Linked DNA regions of Zea mays: region 2 is linked to region 1. A link is a contact called in public Hi-C data. All regions are on one chromosome and are shown on one strand. Each heading gives the region's core, a stretch centred on a gene start, on an enhancer-like site or on the middle of the called end of the contact. The rest is flanking DNA. Distances are from core to core; before and after follow the strand shown.

Region 1 (3,820 bases), core at 575-3,074:
GGGTGCATCTCATATGTGTGCCAAAGAAGAACATCACATATAATGACAAAGTGTATAGAGATAAATGTCACAAATATCATAAATGTCATTATTACATAGCGGAAGTCTTAACAAAATAAATGATAATAATAAAGCGAACTAAGTATTATTCCTTGGCGCCACAAAGCTGACTCGAAGGCGCCACCTAGATCAACTCGTACTCCTCATTGTACGGCTCCTCCTAGATCACATGTTCTTCTCCTGTGGGGGGTTATATCTCGCAAGGGTGATCTCACAAAAGATCATAGCTCAACAAGTTGTGGGGAATAACGTGCATGAACTTACCAAAGGTGGGAGTTCATGTGAAGAGTAAGGCTGACCAATAAATAAGGGTTAAAGTTGAGCATTGCTTTTAATAAGTTGGTCAAATTTTATTAGTAGTTACTAAATGTAAGTAGAACCAAACCAGAGTAATAGTAGATCAGAATTAATAATAAATCCCAATGCGATGCAAATGATAAATTGAATTTAATTCCATAAATTAATCATGCAAGAGTATTGAGCGGCTCATTACCGCGAGCATGGCTAGTATACCAGTTTTACACTCTGCAGAGGTCGTACCCAGTACCCACAAGTCGTGTATCCCATCTAGCCAGTGTTAGCTAGACCCTTAGACACTTCCGAGGTGAATAGCTAGGGATCCACTACAAGGCTTTTACAAAGTTCCACTAGCTTCAGAAAACCCGCTACAGTTTCTAGGAAGAGCAATGCAGGAATCCCCCGTCTGACCGCCATCGGAGCAAAATCAACCCCGGAACCTCCCTACACGCCTACTCCCCTACTGCCCTTGCCCCTTTTGGGAAAGGTAGTCCTCCACTAGCTTTCCTAGTTAGTCAGCCAAGGGCGTCCCATTCCACCCTTGTGGTGGCACGTGTTTCTCAAGTTAAGATCGATGTTCCAATTAACATAGTTGTCTTATCATGAATAGAAATAGAACAGTAATAAAGAGTGATCATGTGTAATAGTTGTCTCAACACTCAAAACCATATATAGCAATAGCAAGGACTACCAAAAAATTCAGGGTTAAACAAGGTATAAAGATAACCAGACTAGGGTGGCCTATTGGGTCCCATCAAAATTAAGCCTATTCATGATAAAATGATTATAGAGAACATTATTGGGTAAATAAAGTGGTCAAGGGCACAACATGCCTTCAATGAGCTCCTGCTCAGCAACTTCTACCTGCTGAACACCTGGATCCTCGGCCACTGGCTCGTCTACTCGTCATAATGCAAACAAACATGGTACGAGGGATAAAATAACATCACACCAAACATGAATACAGAATACATAATAATAATCTATGTGTTGTAACGAGATCATAGGAAAAAGAATCACTACATTCAGAGTTACGGATTTCGAGTTTTGAATTTCCGAAGGTTTTATGTGTTTGGTACAAGATTAATTAAGTGATCAAACTTAATATGGGTTTCATGCTAAAACAATGTTATTAAGTGATAAACAATATTAATACAAAATTATAGGAACTGGAATGGATTAAAAAGGAGCTAAAATGAATTTTCTAGGAATTAAACAAGTTTTTGCAATTAGTTGTGTACTAAAAATCATTTTCTAAACCAATTTCTCTGTTTTATTAAATGTATGGATTGCGCTTACTATATTCAGGAAGTGTAGGGGCCTCTGCGTAAAACATCATAAGACTGAGAACTCCTTGTGCTAGACTGCGGGTTAATTAGCCAATTTCTCAGGGTCTCTTTTACAAGTTCGCCCACACCGAAGGGGTACTGGCGCACTAGAGTCGCCCGATCAGATCTTCATGGGTGAGATTAGATCACATAACTGAGTCGACCGGTGCGTGATACGGATCCTTGGATCCAAATTGTACAGCCCACAATACGCCGACGCGATGATTGAATCTCCACCCCGAGATCACCCACCAGTGGCTAGGATCACAAGCATCGAAGGGTTATCTTCGTTCTAATCGTAGCCACATGCTTTCAGATCGACGGTCGGATGCCGCGCTACCCATGCCCAACCTCAAGCACGACCGCGCCACCGTGTTCATGGCGATGACCACACTAGCGTTCCTCGATTCGATACCCACCGACGCCTGCACCCGCGGCCGGTGGCTAAAAACACAGCCTGACGCAAGGCGAAACAGACGAGACCCCCGATTTAATGTTTGAGTGATGGCACTACCCTGCCCACGGCGTGGCTCGGTGCCACAGAGTCAATTGGCTCTGACGAGCAATTCAAAACCCGCAGATGTATAATTCCCTCTCCCGCGGCTCACCATACGTCAAGGACTGGTCAACGAAGACGACAGAAGTGGCCATACCTGCGGTGGTGCGGTACTGGAGCCAATCCCCCTCGCGCGGGACAAAGCCGAGGTAACGCCGAGCTCCGGTTCTCGGTTCCGACCACGCCCAGCCACGACACCAACTTGCGCGACACACACTCGAGGTGCTATGGCTTCCCAAACCCGGTCTTTGACCAAGACGCGACGCAGTGAACTTCTTCCCCACGTCTGCACTTCACCGGCTTCCGTGAGAGACTCCGGGAGGGCGACTAGGTAACGGGGGGTGTCCGGCCACAGTTATAACCTAGGGGAAAGAGGGAGAAGCACTCGAAAACGTCCCACGGGTCCAGTAGTCATGAGGATCGAGCGAGCGCAGTCCCAACCACACGATTCCGCTGCGGTCGACGTCAAACTCGGAGTCCGTTGCGCGAGCGGCGAGATGACAATAGGGGCCACCAGTCGGCGAGCGGTCATGTGGGTCCGGGGAGTCAGCCGGCCAGCGATTCACGCGACACAGGCTGACCGAGTGGTCCCGCCATCCAGTGCGTGAGAAAGGCCGCACGGATCCGCGATTAGTTGGGCCTGCGGTGCCGAAGGCGGCCCACACAGCTGTTTTCCCTTTAATTACCTTTTTCTTTTAAAATTCTTGATTTAGACTTCTTCTTAAATTCAAATGTCTATTGTTTGAATTCAAACTTGTTGAACTTCATTTCTAAATTGAGTGTATAATTTCAAATTCCACTATGCATAGTTCTTTTGTGGCAGCCCTCCCAAGTTATCGGGCCCACATGCACCAATCCTTGCCTTGATGGCCTCAGATGGCTATGCATGTGTACTAGGTAACTTAACAAGGCTATCACGAGTTCAACAACTTGAACTCATCACCCCAAGGATCTCCCACCATACATGCATATTACAGTAACCACATTCGATACACACACACTTCGGAGATAAGAGCGGAAGACTTCACAAAACATTCTTTTCATTTCTAAAACTGAAGGTTATTACATAGGAAGAGTTACATTTATTACAAGTCCTAATATGCTTAAAGTGCATAACTTATTACAAAAGCAGGGAGGTAGAAACCCTCCAAAGCTTATACATAAACCTAGCTAGTCCTCCAGAATTGGAAACGCCCTCCAACCACAGGAACACTTAGAGTACTCCTCATCACCTACAACAACATGGGTTCAAAAACCCTGAGTACGGAGTGTACTTTCACAAATCTTACCCGTCTAAGGAAAAAGACTCTCAAGGATATGCTGGTTAAATAGGAATCAAGGAAAGGCTTGAGCAAGAATCAACTTAGATACTTTTGCAGAAATAGCTTACTAAAGTGAGTCCTTACTTTCAATATTTTAACGCCAGATTAAATATTAATAGACTCTAGTTGCATCTAGTCTAATTTCACCATCTCATCAATACAACATTATTTTTATTCATAATGTTTACATCCTGACCTAGGTTGCAGGTCAGAGATCAAGTCTCCACTGTCCGGGGATATAACGGCGATCTGAATCG
Region 2 (3,820 bases), core at 813-3,312, 100 kb before region 1:
CAAACAAAATAGTCTCAGCATGACGCAAATCTTTATTTTATTTATTTAGATAGGATGCTTCACTTATTTCAAAGAAGTCATTATTTTGAATGTATAATCACTTTAAGTATTCATTCAAAGTTTAATGTTTAATACTTATTTAGTTTTAGAGGAGGAGGTTGGGTAATATTTTATCAGAAGTTCTTTAGTTAAACATCTCAAAGTATTAATTATATGGTTCATGAGAGGAACACTCCCATTTTATCGTCGTTTTATTATTTATTTGTTTCCATGTCTCAAGTTAAATCCTAGTTCCAATTTTTAACTCAAATATTTTGGCAAAAACTCTTATGAATCCCAAAATAGGATTTTTGGGTGTTACAACACCTTCGTTCAGGACCTTCGTTTGAGCGACGCACACGCGCAGCACAGCTAAATGCTTCCGCTCCACTATCGGTGACCTTCTCCTGCTGAAGCTCCTCAAAACATGAGATTGCCAATTGTTTTAAGTCTGTTTTAGGTGTTCCGAAGGGACAATGAAGCACACCTTCGTTCAGGACCTTCGTCTGAGCGACACACACGCACAACAGAGCTAAATGCTTCCGCTCCATGATGAAAACGAGTGCCAACAAGTCAACAAGGAAGGAGAAGAAAACCTGAAGGCTTGATCAACACATTTGAAGATTTCGTAGTTTGTATGTATAGGAGTAGAGGGTATATTTGTAATTTCATATGATGATGTATTGTGAGTCAACACTATAAATAGTTGTACAGTGCCATGCATGAGACACCTTATTTGCCCGAGGTCTGATTTGTTCCACCTACGAAGCTGTATCTTCTTTGCCTCTATACTTCCCATTTTGCTTAAAAGATGTACTTGTAATTTTGCATAATGGAGAAGAAGCAACAAAAATGATACATCATTCTTCTTAAGTGGCCTTACTTTATTCAAAGGTCATTTTATTTTCATAGTCTTTTTCCTCTAATCTATCTTCAGAATAGATTACAGGAATAAATGTCTCTTAACATGAATTATATTGTCCTGTTTTGGTCTGTTTTAGGAATCAAAACAGGTGACCAACACCACTAAACTGAAGTTTAGTCTCTGTCACATCATCGAATGTTTGAATGATAATTATATTAAATATAGTTTAATTATAAAATTAATTATACAAATGGAAACTAAAAGACCAGATAAATCTAATTAATTCTATATTTAATAATTAATAGTTAAATATTTGATGTGGCACGAGCTTAGTTTTAGTCAGGAAAATTAAATGCCTCATTGACATTCCGGTTGTCAGTCAAGCACACACGAACGCGAACGACTTGTGGAGTTGTGGGGCAAAAAAAAAAACAAAGAAATAAAATCAGAGCGATGAATGCGGGGAGCATGGTCGAGACTCAAGAGCGAAGAAACACACTTAGAACGAGAATCCAGGCTAATCAAAGCAAATCAGCGCAATAAATCCCGGCTGGAAAAGAAAAACGCGTTGGCAGCTAAATCGGTGTCTTGTCAAGAGCACATGAACACCAGAGGAGCTGTGAAATCTTATTATCCTGTCATGCCGCACCTTTGTTTACACGTAGAGATAAATTTAATCCGTGGTTTGTTGTAACGACCTTAAGTATATGGGCTGTTTAGTATTACGCCTAAACTGCCACCTCTTGCCACACTTTCGCTGCTGCAGCTATGGCGGCCGATTCAGCCGCCGCGGCTTAGACGCGGCGTGGCGCCGCGCGTCAGACACTAAACTAACCCTATATCTCATCTATTCTTATCTCTAGAAACAATATATTCTTATCTCTACAAACAAATCATGTCTAAGGTCATATTTATAACCTCTAAAATTAATAATTCGCTATTAAAAATTATTTGTTGGTTTCCAAATACCATCCCTTAATACCATAACTAATTGTTAGTACCTCACATCTAACAATTAGTTTATTAGCTGATTTAACCCAGCTAATAATTTATTAGCTAGGTAACTATTAACTCTAGTTATTCTAAACAAGGCTTAAGCTTATCTTTATCTGCACATATATATGTTGACACCCTTGCCTCCCCTCCCTCAGTCCCTCCCCTATAATAAACGGGCGCCACGCACGCCACAGCCGCGGCCTGCGAGCGAGGCATACACATCCACGGGCCACGCCCACCGGCATCTCACGGCGGAAGCAGCCAAGCAGCCGGCCGGGCGCCTCCCGTGCCGCCGCTGAGCATGGCCGCTGCTCCCGTGGGCGCTCAGAATCGCTGCGTCTTCGGTACGCCTTCGCCACCCTCGGTTACGTTCCCTGACCGGCGTGATCCGGAAGCTCGGAGGCTTTGGTTCCACTTGGAGGGGCCGAGGGGGGAGGAGAGCCACCTGCCGTGGTTCGCTGGTGTCACCGAGGGCAGCTCCTTTTCAGTTCGGGTCGATTTGGACTCGGCCCCCGGGTTCTTCCGATTTGGCGCTGATTCCCCTGTCCTGAGCCCCTCTTCGGATCGAACTTCTTGCCTAGGGTTTTGGTTTATGGCATTGGAACTGGACCACGGCGCGTCCACCCCCATCGGCCATGACACACTCGTACTAACACATAGCAGTGGCCTTTAGGTCTGTTGGGTCAATACTACCCTGAAAAACCTAGCGCATTAGGGTTACACCCTCAATCATATAAACCATGCTTGACCACCCACACCACACAATGTGGCACTATTCCCAACATATCACCCTAATGCTTCATTGGGCGCGCAAGATGTTTTTGTTGTTGTTTCTGGATGTGCAGGGGATTTTAGGACTGACAGGTTGTATTTATCAATCTCAATTACAGTTGGCAACATACCATACGATGCGACAGAGGAGCAGCTCGTGCAGATTTGCGAAGAGGTTGGCCCAGTCGTATCCTTCAGGTGCGCTTCTGCTCACCCACATAAAAACTGTAACACTGTCGTGCAGCTCTAGATGGGTTGTAGAAACTAGCACTTACTGTCAAAATGTGTGTTTTTGCCTTATTTATTCTGTTTATATTAAAAACGAAGGAATATGTTCAGGTGTTGGCATTGTGCTACAAATGAAAAAGAACCACGGTGCCTCACCACGGTCAGAATACCGACTAACGGCAAATTGATTACACAAGTTTGATGGCTGAATTGCGCTTGTGCAGCACATATCTTTTGAGCAAATATGACAGAAGAAAGCTGTATATGTTGTGATGAGCAGAACAGGGTAAACTAAAAAAATAGATGCCCCCTCGCCAATCTTGCTTTGCTTTCAAAGATTCATGTCTTCCTCAGACGGGGGGGGGGGGGGGGGGTCGTTATGATTCTTGTAAATTTACCTTTAGGAATGGTAATGATATAGAACATTGATGTATAAACTAATGTAGCCATATGTGGAACTTACCAAGTTTCGTTGGGCATGCCTGACATACTATAGAACCACAGTTTTCTTATGAAGACTATCACAAGTGATATTTTGAGTTAGACTGATGCTTAACCATAAATCTCAGTAAGTCCAGAGCAGCACTGGTATCTGACATGTCTGGCATATACACATGTGCCTTTATTTGATCAGATTTCTCCTAGGTGAATATTTGCTGAAACTGATTTTGGCCCAGTAACATGTTTGCTACGGTTATGTTTTTGCAACTTGTGAATTTGATTAAAATGCTATTGAGCTATGCTTTTTGGCAACTGACTGCTACAAATTGCTTGCAGGTTGGTGATTGACAAAGAGACTGGCAAGCCAAAAGGTTATGGCTTTTGCGAGTACAAGGACGAGGAAACTGCTCTAAGTGCACGGCGGAACCTTCAGGGTTACGAGATCAATGGTCGTCAGTTACGGGTTGATTTTGCTGAAAA

Evidence for each region. A called contact is a pair of places that touch in the nucleus more often than the background predicts.
Region 2: a Hi-C map of leaf shows a contact between it and region 1, with 3 times the contacts expected there. The contact joins the promoter of LOC100272317 here to the enhancer-like site in region 1. A contact is called at or near these places in 4 of 25 Hi-C or Micro-C datasets (bundle sheath, ear, leaf and 1 more).

What each region holds. Positions count from the first base shown.
Region 1 is chr2:138,438,900-138,442,719 of Zm-B73-REFERENCE-NAM-5.0, reverse strand. No RefSeq gene overlaps it. Among protein-coding and RNA genes, the nearest start is that of LOC103647008, 78 kb to the right of the region's middle. Within about 2 kb of position 1,824, at least 17 of the 20 cell types and tissues checked have an H3K27ac peak or open chromatin away from gene starts, as enhancers often do. A contact at or near this core is called in bundle sheath, ear, leaf and 1 more, where this site is marked.
Region 2 is chr2:138,540,408-138,544,227 of Zm-B73-REFERENCE-NAM-5.0, reverse strand. It overlaps LOC100272317 (cleavage stimulating factor 64-like), which reads left to right and starts at 2,062. Exons shown (of 10, transcript NM_001146801.1): 1 at 2,062-2,244; 2 at 2,791-2,869; 3 at 3,677-3,820. The coding sequence starts at 2,202.